2 separate regions of the Rattus norvegicus genome follow, and region 2 is linked to region 1. Evidence: chromatin contacts called from public Hi-C data. All regions are on one chromosome and are shown on one strand. Each heading gives the region's core, a stretch centred on a gene start, on an enhancer-like site or on the middle of the called end of the contact. The rest is flanking DNA. Distances are from core to core; before and after follow the strand shown. Region 1 overlaps Mical2 (microtubule associated monooxygenase, calponin and LIM domain containing 2). Region 2 overlaps Parva (parvin, alpha).

The links. A called contact is a pair of places that touch in the nucleus more often than the background predicts.
Region 2: a contact with region 1 is called in a Hi-C map of Schwann cells, with 2.7 times the contacts expected there. The contact joins two enhancer-like sites. A contact is called at or near these places in 3 of 12 Hi-C or Micro-C datasets (Schwann cells and kidney).

Annotation. Positions count from the first base shown.
Region 1 is chr1:175,927,284-175,934,230 of GRCr8, forward strand. It overlaps Mical2 (microtubule associated monooxygenase, calponin and LIM domain containing 2), which reads left to right. Exons shown (of 31, transcript NM_001395865.1): 23 at 232-300; 24 at 4,351-4,493; 25 at 4,998-6,303. Among named protein-coding and RNA genes, the nearest start is that of Parva, 51 kb to the right of the region's middle. Within about 2 kb of position 2,653, at least 10 of the 93 cell types and tissues checked have an H3K27ac peak or open chromatin away from gene starts, as enhancers often do. A contact at or near this core is called in Schwann cells, where this site is marked.
Region 2 is chr1:176,006,882-176,013,815 of GRCr8, forward strand. The region is part of intron 1 of Parva (parvin, alpha); the gene reads left to right. Among named protein-coding and RNA genes, the nearest start is that of Parva, 29 kb to the left of the region's middle. Within about 2 kb of position 5,025, at least 4 of the 93 cell types and tissues checked have an H3K27ac peak or open chromatin away from gene starts, as enhancers often do. A contact at or near this core is called in Schwann cells, where this site is marked.

The DNA.
Region 1 (6,947 bases), core at 1,403-3,902:
GCCTCCTGTATAATCATTTGATGAAGAATGAATGAGTGAGTGAGTGAGTGAATGAATGAATGAATGATGAAGGGATGAGACGTACACTATGATAACAAGTGTCTCAGTCCACACTAAGCGTTTGCCTGCTAACTTAGTGCATAAGCCATGGGAGACAAATTCCTCTCCTACACAATTAATAGTCTCTTACTCCCTCCCATCTTCTCTGCCCCATTCTGTTTTCCACCACAGGTCTGCAGCGGGCCTACAGCCTCCAGTCTCCAAGCAAATACCAGAACTGGAGGAGAAAATTCCAGTCCAGTGAGTCATGGGCAGGGGGAGGGGTGGGGTAAGGGCAGTGGCGCTCATTCCTTACATGGTGTCTTCTCTTGCCTAGCCTGGGATCTGAGGACAAGAGAACCTGTAAGCTTGATTTGATTTCCACTGCTGACTGGAGTCACTGCCAAGGGATTTGGGACTTCTCCATCTCTCTCTCTAACCTGAAATCCTTAGGATTCTATTATTTCACCGGACCAGAGCTGTAGCAGAGATGAGCTCCAAGTTTGAAATGAGAAAGGGGAAATTGAGAGCTAGGTGCTTGGTTATGTCCCAGGAACTGGACTAGATCCTTCCGCATTTTGGTTCTATGTCATTGTGACCAAGGCAAGAAGATAGCAGTTTGCATTAGAATATGAATGTAAACACATGAGTGTGCAGAGAGAGAGAGAGAGAGAGAGAGAGAGAGAGAGAGAGAGAGAGAGAGAGAAACAGAGAGGGAGAAAGAGAGACACAGTGAGAGACAGAGAGAGAGAAAGAGAGACAGAGACAGACAGAGAGACAGATTCTTTCTTCTCCAGATCTTGGCCTGGGTGAGTTTCAAAGCCCCCCCAAGAGTTATGGTGACCATGCACACACAGCCACACAGCAAACAGAATTCCTCCAGAACCCTTGAGTGAGAAGCTGAGGCTCCATCCTGCTCTGAGCCCATCACCCCCTTCTGCCTCCCCTAGTCCGCAAGTTCCCTCTCAAACCTGACCCAACATGGCCTTGGGCTTCTGCTCTCCCTCCTTCTGGTTCTCTCTCCTTCTGAATCAGCATGATTCCTGGCCAGTGAGTCATTTCCCACCATCCCCCAGACTCACCACCTCTCCTGTGTCTCCCTGGGCTAAGGGCCACCTTTGGAGCTAGAGCAGGCCTGCATACCTGGGAACAAGCTAAGATGACACCTGAATCATCCGAGCTACCCTGGGTGGCTGGCGAATGTGAAAGGACAAAGGGAACTAAGGTCTCCGAGCACTAGGGTTCCTCTCAGGCCAGTCTTCCTGGGTGCTGAGGCCATCCCAACGGTCCTGAGCATCACCAGTGTCAGGGGGCTCAGTCTGTCCTCAGCCAGTTCCCAGCATGGCGTGAAGTAGGAGGTTGGCAAACAGCGGGGACAGGGGTTCTAGAAAAACAAGACCGACTTCTAGTACTCAGCAGTGGGCTTGGGGCCACACCTGGAGAACATAGGGTGTGAACCTTAACAATAATGCTAGATGCAGACAGGGCTGAGCCTGTTGTTTCTGTGGCCTGGCAATGTCTGGTCCAAAGGAGTTCTTGTTTATGTGTGAGAGGGAGGAAGAAAGGGAGGGAGAAAGAAAGGGAGAAAGGGAGGAAGTTTGGAAACTGGTTGGATTAGGCCCAGGGAAACAGCATATGGGTTCAGGCTTGCAGGATGCTGCCCCTAGAGGGCGCTCCAAGACTTTGAGAAGATGGAGTCCTTCATACTAGGAAGAGTAGTACCTAGAATCCCAATCATGTCAACCCCGAAAGACAAGAACCCCTATGCCCAAGAAAGGTTTATCAGTCAATAGGATATAGAACATAGGCATCCCTTCTAATTGAGCATGCTTAGAGTGAATGTCACCAACAGGGGAAAAGGCCATCATTGCCCCCCCCCCCAAAAAAAAAAAAAAAAGGAGGTCACACAAGGAATTGCCTCAGGGGGCACTTTAGCACAAAAGAACCTGAGAGCCAGCAGTACTCAGATCCTATGCCCTACAGAGGACAGAGAAGCCTGGCTGAGCCATCTCCGAGTTCCCAGCAAGCATGGGAGAAGAGGATAGAGGTAGACAAGTTCCCAAGCCAAGAATTAGAGAAACCCTGGCTGCGGTGGGTGTCCCATTACCTCTGAAGCAGACCAAGGTTCTAGTAGTATCTGCCAGATAGTTTGTGTGCAAGAGGAGGGAAACGGATGTGGTCTGCAGGATGGTGGGCACTTTTGGGAAGGACACTGGAAGTGAGTGAGTTGCTTGTGTGAATGAACTGGAGTCTTGGGGGTCCCTCTCCCATCTTTTAGAGGAGCTTGAAGACAACACCAGGCTCACAGGAGACATTTTGCATCTCTCAGGTCCTTGATGGTCTCTTTCTCCTCTGGAGTCATGTCTGGCCCTTGGGCAATGCCTCATTTGCCAAGCCCTCCACAAGCTGACTTTAAGATAATGTACAAGGACCTTGCAACCAGAGGCCTCACAGCAAAGGTGGAACCTGGGCTAAAGGGAAGGAGAGGAGAGTGGCTTCTGCACCACGATCTTATAGATCCCAAGACTTTTCTGTCTGGCTCAAGGTGTCCCTGACTCTGTGTCACAAGGTCCCCTGTGACTCCTCAGAGGAACAAAGGGACAGTTTGTGGAGCTGAGAGGACTTTGGAGGCTGCTTAAGGAGCCTGATTCAGCGGATGGCAGGGAGAGGAGATTGAGGGGGCGAGAAAGAGGGGGAGAAGGAATTTGGCAGGAATTTAGTAACTGGAGGCAGGAAGCAAGACAACGGCTCACTCACAAGTTTTGCCTTTTTAGGCTAGACCCATTATGTTGTGGGCTGGGATGGGGTGTGGGTAATGGGCTGGAGGCCAGCGCCTCCCCTGTGTCAGTTCCTGGCAGCTGATGGCCTTTCTCCCAGGGTCTCCCTCTTACACACCTCCACAGCAGCCACGTTCCCTGGTTATCTTTTCCCTCAGAAACATTCTGGGACAAGGGTGGGGTACCCTATGGCTACAGCAGTCATCTTTTCAGAGCCCATGCCTGGTATGCACTACCTAACATGTTAATCTCTGTGCGAAAAGAGAAAAAAGCACACTGAAGTCCACCAATGCCTCCCCTAGCCCCCAAAAGATGTAGGAAACTCTTTCTAAGTGGAGGTGACTTAGGCTTGGCTTTTCTTTTAGATCTGTGTCCCCAGAGATCCCTGACCCTGTGCCATTAAAGTTTCTCACATTTTCTCAGAGTAGCAAAAGCATAGTTTGAGTACCTGAGCAGGTGCCTGTCTCTCAGCCTAGAGCTTTGAGGGAAACTGAGGCCCGGGAATTGTGTTGAACTAAGAGACGAGCTGGAACCTGTTGGTTGGACACACCATAGGGAAATCTGAATGGGCCACCTGAGCCAGGCAAGGCAGGGAGTTGGGGTACTGCGTGAGACACACAGTCCCAGGATGTACCTAAGGAATGTCGGTCACAAAGGCTTGTCATAGCCTGAGGATGAAGCACCGAGTATATGAAAGGCTGTGCTTTTTCTGAATCCAGCTGAATACAAGTTATCTGAAAGGCTCTATCCTGGAGATAAAATATTTGCTCTTGCAGATTTAAGGAGGTTGCCAAGTTGGAAGAGAAGAGAGACAGGAAGTGTCAGTGTACATGGGCCTAAATGACCTCCCTGATGTACTGTCAGAATCCTGCTCTTACAGGACAAGATGACTTCAGCTGCCCATAGTTCAGAATTGCGCTACTCCCTAGAGGCCAGCCACCCTCTTTTCTCACACATCTCTGAAGCGACACATTACTTCCTACCTGTTCCCTGAGCCACAGAAGTGTGGCAAGGACCCACTAATTCTGTATGATTTGTACTGTTGATATGGGTAGGACCTCCCTCCCCTGGGTCCCCATAAAAATTTCAAGCTAACTACCTTGTCTGAGAGCCCTTTAGGGGCTGTCTTCATGTGAGGGAAAGAGCCCATTTCATTAGGACCAAACCATCTGCCCTGTCCATGCCCACAGCTAATGGTCTGACATCTCATGGCAAGAAACTTAACATGGTTTATTGACAGAGAGATTTAGTGCAATCTCAGCTCCTGCCCACCATGGCTTCAGGGAAGCGTTAGCAGTAAATGTTGGTCTCCAAGAAGCACTCTGTGGGTTGTGCTCTCATCTCCTGGGGACGATCTCACAGAAGGCTGAACCGCTAGCTTGCAGAGCCCTGCTGCCAAGTCCCAAGCCATGGCCACTAGGAGCCTCTGAGTCCATCCCCAGCGTCTCCCTTCCTAAAACTGAGGATCCATCCACAGCCTCCTCTTTTTATGCTAAAAACAAGGTAACAATGGAATATGTCATTTCCTTCCTAGATTCAACACCCATGAACCAAAGAGCACTGTCGCCTCCAAAGGAGCCTCCTCCTTCATCTTCGTCGTCTTCACCTTCCCTGCCATCTTCATTTTCTTCAGCTAGTGTACCTGGGCACACTACAGATGATTCCTCCTCTCCTCAGGTAAGTGCAGACCAGGCCCCTGCACAGGAGACAGGAAAGCCAACTGGCCACACACCTCATTAAATCAGGGGTTCTCAACCTTCCTGATGCCATGAGCCTTTAATGCAGTCCCTCATGTCATGGTGACCCCCAACCATAAAATTATTTCCTTGCTACTTCATAACTGTAATTCTGCTACTGTAATGAATCTAATGTAAATTCCTGTGTTTTCTGTTGGTCTTAGGTGACCCCTGTAAAAGGGTTGGTTGACCCTCCTAAGGGGTTGTGACCCACAGGTTGAGAACCACTGTTTGAGAGCTTTGAATGGTCTTTGATTAGAATATATTTAAGGGACTTCAGGTGGATGCCAGCAAGTTCCAGACACTTTCTAAAGCTTTCTTCTCACTTTGAGTATCTCAGAGTGGGAGAAGGAAGGCAGGTGGTGTGTGCTTTGACACTCACCTTCCCCATAGAAACAAAGGCAAGGAGCTTTAAGTAACCAGTATTTCTGTCCATTCCCCACAGGTGCCAGCATACAACCTCCACTCCCCACAGATCTCCAGAGACGATGTCAGCCCCACTCCAATCTACCTCAGACGTGCCAGGGCTCAAGGAATTACGAAGGAAATCCCCCTCTATCTGCCTCATAGCCCCATGCTGGAGAGCACGGAACACTGCCTGGTTAGCCCTGATGGAGAAGAACTCAGAAGCCCTGAGGAGATCTCGGCTTCAGACGGCTGCCAGAAAGCACTGGCTCTTGGAAACAGCGAAAGCACACACAAAGATTCCTACCCCGTTTCAGGGAAGGACCCGTATTTGCCCAATCAAATGCTAGCTCTTGGTGCGGCAGGGAACACAGGAGACTTGAGTGAGGAATCCAGGATGGGACAGACAGGTGGAGCAGAGCTGTCCAAAGAAAGGAAGTTGGGCTTGAAGAAATTAGTCCTCACTGAGGAGCAGAAGACCATGTTGCTAGACTGGAATGACTACACCCAGGAGCACAAGGCTGGGGAGCGGCTCGCGCAGGAAAAGGCTGAGAATGGCAGAGGCAATAGCCTGAAGCCAATCTGCTCTTCTACCCTCTCTCAGGCGGTGAAAGAGAAATTGCTATCCCAGAAAAAAGCCCTGGGGGAGACACGTACCCCAGCTGCCAAGGCACCCCGGGAACGAGAAGTTCCTCCACCCAAGTCCCCCTTAAGGCTCATAGCAAACGCCATCTTTAGGTCTCTGCTCCCCAGTTCTGAAGCTGGAAAAAAGACAAGCTCTAAACCAGAGACCAAAACTTTGCCTAGGGGTCAGCCGCATGCTTTCACTCGTTCCTTTAGCTTCCGGAAACTGGGTTCCAGTAAAGATGGGGACCAGCAGTCTCCAGGGAGACACATGGCCAAGAAGGCTTCAGCCTTCTTCTCTCTGGCTTCTCCAACATCTAAGGCTGCCCAGGCCTCAGACCTTAGCCCTCCCAACCCCATCCTCCGAAGCCGGAGTTTGCCCAATCGTCCATCCAAGATGTTCTTTGCAACCACATCCCTACCACCCAGCAGCAAGGTTGAAGATGTCCCCACCCTCCTAGAGAAAGTGAGTTTGCAGGATGCCGCTCAAGGTCCAAAGAAAGGAGCCTCACATATTTCTCCCCTTGGCCTCAAAGATAAATCCTTTGAGAGTTTTCTCCAGGAATGCAAAGAAAGAAAGGACATTGGGGACTTCTTTAATAGCCCCAAGGAGAAGGGGCCACCAGGGAACAGAGTCCCATCCTTGGAGAAGCTGGTGCAGCCTGTTGACAGCACCTCCATGGGGCAGGTGGCACATCCTTCTTCCACAGGGCAAGATGCACGTAAGTGACTTTTCTAGTAGTCTAGTCTAGAGTGCGTGCTGGGCAGTAAGTGGTCTCACTGCATTAACAGACACTGCACTTGGTTTACTTCTCCAGTTCCTTCTGAGAAAGGTATGAGGCATTGGTACTGGTGAGAAGGCTCAGCTGGTCTCAAGGCTCTTGCTGCCAGGCCTGATGACCTGAGTTCCATCCCCAGGACCCACAGGGTGGAAAGAGAAAGCCTACTCTCCCCAGTTGTCCTGTGACTGCCACCTGTGTATCTCCCTCCCCCAATACACACACACACACACACACACACACACACACACACACACATAAATAAATAAATATATATATATATAAATGCAATTGAAAGTTTAAGGAATCTTGAAATTTTTATAAAATAAATCTGAAAAAAATGAAATTATAGAGTTAAATTAATAATCCTACCTAGTAATCAGTTCCTTCTGTATGACTATGTGAACATTTTTACTGAGATGTATATACAATTGTATATTTTTTTAAAAATCAACTTTGTATTCTAGGTGTTATACAAATGACCAGGGTCTATATAAATGTGATTTGAAAGAATGTTCTATTTTATGACAATGTTGTCATTTAGTGAACCCTCATTTGACTGTTTAACTTATAAGTATATATGCAAT
Region 2 (6,934 bases), core at 3,775-6,274, 82 kb after region 1:
CTTCTATCAGAGCACCTGGTTAAGTGCGCCCTTTCTGCCTTTGCTCGTAAAGTTTAATTAATGGAAACAGTCTTAATTGCTTTTATTGGCATTTCTTTAATCAGCAAGGTTAAACATTTTCTGTGCTTATCACCACTTCGCTGTCCTTTAAATTCAGCTGAACACTAGAATTAAAACATGACTTTGAACAAATTTCAAAGTACCTCAAATTGAAGACCAAAGTAACCCTGGTCACTAAGTCTCTGCATTAGTTACTCTGTGTCCCCAGAGTCTGTGTCTTCCCCATGTCTCCTGTTGCATGTTCTCCCCAGTGTCTCTAAGGCCATCCCAGGGCCTCCTTTTATGACCTTTATAGTTTTTGTATTTGGCGTCCACCCCCTTTTCCTCCCTTAAGCCGTCATGTGTGCTGAGCGAGTGCTCAACCGCGGAGATAGAGCCTCAGTGTTCCCTCCATTTAGAGCGCCCCACCCGAGTTCATACCAAGTACTCCTCACCCATCAGCAACAAGGCCCAGAGGCTTGACTTCGCCATCCGTCTCCCTCCCCTTCTCACTTAAAGGAGTTGACCTTTTTTTTTTTTTTTGAAACATTAATTGCCTGCCCTAATGTGTCCATTTTTGTGCCTACTTCTCTGTTTGACATTCCTGATGTCCGGCAGGAAGACCATGGAAAACTTCAGGAATTCTAAGTGACTTCTGTGTGCTCGGCTCACCGAGAGGGCAACAGGAGGCTGGGGGAGGCCCATGAGCGGAGGGTGGAATCCAGCAGTGTAAGCTGACCTTACATGTTCAATATATGTTCCCTGAGGATATTTGTGGAAGATTTGTTTCCTCTTTAACAATTCAAGAAACTACTGGTCAACAAGACATGATTTCTCAATGTACCCAAAGCACAACTATTGAAAGAAGTGGCAGGGTGTGGTTGGGACAGGAGCCTGGCATGTCATTTGATCCAGGTCCGCCTTGGGAAGCAGCCTATCCCACTCTCTGGATGGGTAGACATTTTAATTGTTTGTAGTGTGTGTGTGTGTGTGTGTGTGTGTGTGTGTGTGTGTGTGTGTGTGCGCGCGCGCGCGCGCGCGCGTGTGCGCGTGTACACACGCATAAATGGTCAAGAACATCCTTGGGTGTCATTCCTGGGGTACTATCTACCTTATTGTTAATTGTCTCGTGATGTTCAAGAGATTTTATATGCTTAGTTCATGTAGTTTTATGCACTAGGCAAGGTCTTAGAAAATAGGGTAAGTGTGCAGGCTTATTTACACACACACACACACACACACACACACCTTACTCTCACTGGGTTTGTAATGTTAATTGTCCCAGAGCTTGTTTCAGGGTGGTGGCCTGCTCTCTAATGGTACCTTACCACTTGCTATCCCAAACATGCTCATCTGAAATACTTTCAGAGTGGACTGTGTGCCCTCCCTCTGCAAATGCACTGTCTCATTTGGCAGAAGTGGCATTGATTGGTAACATGTAGAAACCCGGCACCATAGTTCTGTTCTGCGCTGGGCTGTTTTAGTGTTTGGTATAATCATCTGTTCAAGCTGCAGGCCTGCTAGCCCACCATTTAGTATGGTCCTGCTTTGTGACTGTGCCTTGGAGAAGAGGGTTGCCAGCGTCTCAGTAGTATGACCTGTGTATATTCCCACCATTCCTTTGTTTGGCAAACACCAGATGTTCTTGACGCCTGCACTGCCCTGGATTCTTAGACAGGTAGTGGATGGCAACAGATCCAAGTTGCTGGGGCAGAGGCTCGCGATCAAGGGCGATCAGCCCTTCTGTTATAGGTGCACTGGCACAGAGACTCCACTCTCAGAGGATAACTGAGACCATCAAAACCCCAGGACTTTATCCCAAAGAACTTGAGAGCACAGTAGATCTGTGTGGCCTAGAGTAGTGAGAGGGATATCCTTGGCTTCCACAGAGGCAGGACTGCATGAGGGAAACAGTGGGTGCTGCTGCGTGTCCTGCCATCCTTCTGGGTGTGGGGCCAGCCGCTGGCCAAGCTCTTGTGCCAGTAATTAAATGGTGACTAGAGAGGCTGCCGGGAGTGGGAAGTAGGCTCCAAGTTTGGCCCACTTGGGCAGTGTGGGTGGCCCTGCTCACTTCCAGCTTCGAGACTTGAGTCACCAGAGCCACCGAGGGATACTCAGAGCTCACGGCAGAGTCCAGAATGCCTTTGGTCCTGGCATGTGACCCTGGCCATCATCTGGTTCTTTCTGGAGCCGAATGACCCATTGCCTACAGTCATTGGAGAAGGCTGTGAAAGGCCAGTAATGTAATTGACATGGTTCCCCCACTAACCATATGGGAACAGTCATAAAAATCACCACGAGTGTCTCATTTTACAGTCTACAGAGGGAGGCATTTGGGCTGGAGAAGTAGAGCTTGGCAGATAGGGAGAAAAGCTAAGAGAAAGATTGGGTTGTAGGTGGGATGTGAGGAAGGCCCTTTCCTCCTCCTGGTTGTCTGAAGCCTCTGGATAGCTTCTCAGTGGTCATTGAAATTGCCACATTACATGAAAATATTTTTTCTAGCTACAAAAGTACCATATTTCTAGGAAAAAGTATAGAAAAAATTAAATAGAAAGAAAGATAATAAAAATATACCATAGTCCTTTTTTTAACCACCCTTTTCTTTTTTTTAAAGATTTATTTTTTTATTTTATGTATATGAGCACACTGCTGCTGTCTTCAGACACACCAGAAGAGGGCATCAGATCCCATAACAGATGGTTGTGAGTCACCATGTGGTTGCTTGGAATTGAACTCAGGACCTCTGGAAGAGTAGACAGTGCTCTTAACCACTGAGCCGTCTCCTCAGCTCCACCTCCATAGTCCTTTTTAAAACTATTAATTTGGGATTTTTCTTCTCTCATTGCTTATGCATTATTTTTAAATATTTGAATAGGGAGCTGGAGAGATGGCTGTTATTTAAGCCAACTGATCGAGGTGCTAGGCACAGCACAGCAATGCCCAGATCCCATCTGATTAAATAACTGGGTGCTAGAGTCCAGTCAAGCTGACACATGAAACTAACCATTACAATATCATGCGTGCGTGTGTGCATGCGTGTGTGTGTGTGTGTGTGTGTGTGTGTGTGTGTGTGTGTGTGTGTGTGTGTTGCATTTGAGTTTGCATGTGAGTGTGGAGGCCCCAGAGTGATATCAAGTTTCTTTCTCAACCATTTTCCATTTCATATGTTGAGGCAGGCTCTCCCCTGAACCCCAAGCTGCTGGTTGGCTAGTCTGGCTAACCAGCTTGCTCAAGGAATTCTTGTCGCTGCCTTGTGCACTGGGATTATAGTTGGGCTATCATATCATGCAGATTTTATCCACATAAAATCCAAACTCAGGGCCTCATGCCTTCATGATAAGCGCTTTACCCACTGAGCTTTCTCCACAGCGCATGCACACACACACACACACACACACACACACACACACACACAGAGGCACACACACACACACACAGGCATATGCATACATACAGGCACACACAGGCACACACACACAGGCACACACACATACACAGGCACACACACAGACACAGGCACACACACACAGGCACACACACATACACAGGCGCACACACACAGGCACAGGCACACACACACACACAGGCACACACACATTTGTTTTCACTTTGCACATCACAAATATCCCCCCTATAACACTATTAATTCTAAATGAATTTGATATTAGTGGCCATTTTGTGAAGTCCTGAGACGTAAAGGCTTTGCACGACAGATTTGGAAAGTTCCAGTTGTTTGTTGGCTGTAGAAATTGTGTCTGGTTTTCATGAGAGACACAATGTTGGTATAAAATGCCTTTGCTGGTTTCCCATGCATTCATTATGGCTCCTGGACTGCAGTCATTAATGTGGAATTGCCGAAGACTTGAGGATTTTAAGCTCTTGATATACTTGTTACATTCTCTTGGCCGTTGTTTCTCCTGGTGAATATGCAGACCAACCCATCTGGTTACTTGGTAACTGATGAACACTCAGCTTCTTGGACCTCACCCTGAGCCTCCTGAATCTGCCTGCATTTTACGTTATGCAAGTACATTAAAGTCTTTTCAATGCATTTCCTTTTAATTAAAATACAACCATATTATCCACCCTCCTTTCCCTTCACCCCCCTCCAACTTCCTCCCTCTCAAATTCATGCCTTTTCCTTTAATTATTAAGGTTAACATGTACATTGAAGTTTCAGAGGTCCTGCCCAAGAAAATTCTTCTCAACTTGCAGGCGGGCCAGAAGTACATATAGAGGCTTGTTTAGCTTCATCCTCATTACAGATGGATGCCGTTGGTTTTTCTTTCCTCCCTGTTTTTATTGATGCTGCTGCTGCTGTTGTTAATGTTGTTATTATTGAGACAGGGCCTCACTCTGTAACCCAGGCTACCCTGGAACTCGTAATTCTCCTGCCTGCTCTGAAACTGTAAGACAATTTCATTTCCATACGTAAGCCACCTGGGGGCTAGGGCTGCAAGTGCCCACCGCCACACCAGGTTCACAATTGTCTTTACTAACTCACTAACCAAAAGAATTGTACTTTATTCTTTATTTTGATTTTAATTTTACCAGAGAAACCCAGCTAGGGGGAAAACACCTCTGTCATGTTTTTATTTACCCACAGCCACAATGTAAATAATTTCTGCGGTGGGTCCCGCAGAGCACATAGCTTGTTTAGATCGTGGTGGCTTGCTTGCGGCCGTGAAGGTTGAGCCCTGCCCGGCATCACATGCTACTCTCCTGCTCCGTGCTCTGCACCCGCCTCCTCCTGGCTCAGCCTGCCTGTAGCTCGGGCATCTGCATCAGCTGCGGTCAGACTTGGGACTTTTCCTCAGCTTCCCCTCCTCTATCTTAGGCTGTTTGGGCTGCCTTAGCAAAAATGCCCTAGATTAGTGGATTAAATACAGAATTGATTTTTTTGCAGTTTCAGAGGTTGGGCGGTTCAGCATGAATATGCTCACTGTGTCCTTGTATGGGTGGGGGTGAGGGATGTCTTGGGGCTCTTTAATGAGGGCACTTGTGCCTTTTGTGGAGAGTCCACCCTCATGACGCCTCCCCTTTAACATATCACACTGGGCGAGGTTTTAACATTTGAGATGGGAGGCACAAGCCTTCACCCAGAACTTTGTGTTCCATATTTACCCCCAGGCAAGGGGGTGAGTAAAGAGAAGGGACAGAAGTCCTCTTGAGTTGGTGTCATTGTCACAGTCTCCGGCCACAGTTGGCTTGCAGGGCTGGTATTCCATGTGTTTTTTCAGAGACTGCAGGGAACCTCTGAGGAGTTCTCCCCTGTGGTTAGCACAGTTGCAGTCCTGATGCAGGGGCTCCAGTCAGACGTTGAGTCTGCGCCCTCCAGAGCTGAGTCTGCGCCCTCCAGAGCTGTGTGGAGAAAAGCAGAGCCACATCTTTCTAACTTTCACATGTCCCCAAAATTCTGATGTTCAAAATATGCAAGACTCTAATATGGCGAGGGGGGAGGGACTGCTTAGAGGCTGTGGCATCTTCTCACTCCCAAAGCTTTAGTTCCCGAGAGGTCACTGGTGTGGGACACAGCTCTCTACTGCTGACGTCATAGGTGAACCAGAGGCCGAGGGGAAGGAAGGGGGCTACAGGCTGTTGTTCTTTGGAATTGAAGCATCAGGAGATAAACCATGGAAGGATATTTTAACGTGTTTCATTTAAAACACGCTCAATAAATAAGGAATCCCTTCCAGTGGGCTCTCTGGGAGGCTTTCTGAGGTCAGGGAACTTTAAACACTCCCCTTTGGGCTGTGGGAGAGGCTGGGAAGCTTAGTTCCTTTTCAGTTCTCTTCTTACACCTCCCAGGTGTCCCCAGCTGCTCAGCCTGCAAGTGTTAGGGTCACCCCAGGGTCACTGTCAGGGCCTTAGATGAGGGCAGAGCCCGAGGTGCAGAGGCATTGGTGGCCTGAGGTCCTTTGTCACACTCTGCTGGATAAGGGATAGATTTTACTGACTTTCAGTCCACACTGGCTTCCACTAACAGAAGAGAAGAACGTGTTCCTAAAACTCTGGCCTTTCTGCTGCTCAAAAACCGGCCATGCCTCCCTTCTTCCCCGCCTTGTTAAGACAGAGTCTCAGTTTGTAAGCCCGGACTTCTGCCCTCACTTCCAGCATTCTGGATCCCTGATATATACTACCATGCCATGCCCAACATATCCCATCCTTTCGTGTGTCTCTGTATGTGTGTGGCGGACATATGTGTATATGGATATATGTGCACATGTGTATATGGAGGTCAGAGGTCAATCTCAAATGATGTACCTTACATGTTATTCACCTTGGGTTTTGTTTGGCTGGTTGATTGGTGTTTGTTTGTATTGTTTTTGAGACAAGATCTCTAATGGGCATCTGGGGCTTGCGCAGTAGGCTAGGCTTGCTGTCTAGTGAGCCCCAAGAATCTACCTGCCTCTGCCTCCCCAGTTCTGGCATTACAAGCACACTACCACGTCCATAGCTCCGGATTGAACTCTGGTCCTCAAGCTTGCATTCCCCACTGAACCATCTTGTCTCCCAACTCTCCTCTCCACCCTTTAAAGAAGATTTGAGGTGAGCTGGGTGGTGGTGGCACATGCTTTTAATCCCAGAGACTGGTGGATCTCTGAATTTGAGACCAGCCCGGAGTCGTCGAGTAAGTTTCAGGGTTTAAGGTGAAGCATGCATCTTCCCTGAAGGTCCCTACCGTTTTGCTTCTTCTGCTGGCTGTCTTTCTAACGTGTATCTTCCCTTTGCTTAGGCCGTGTGCATCCCCTCCCCTGTGCTCACCCCCTGTCATGCTCTCCCGAGCAGCACACCTGGTCTTGCAGCACTGCCACAGCAGTGAACCCTGCATCTCTGGCTCTCATTTTGAATTGGTTTCCCAAACTTGATTGAGAATTCCTGGTTTGCAGTGACC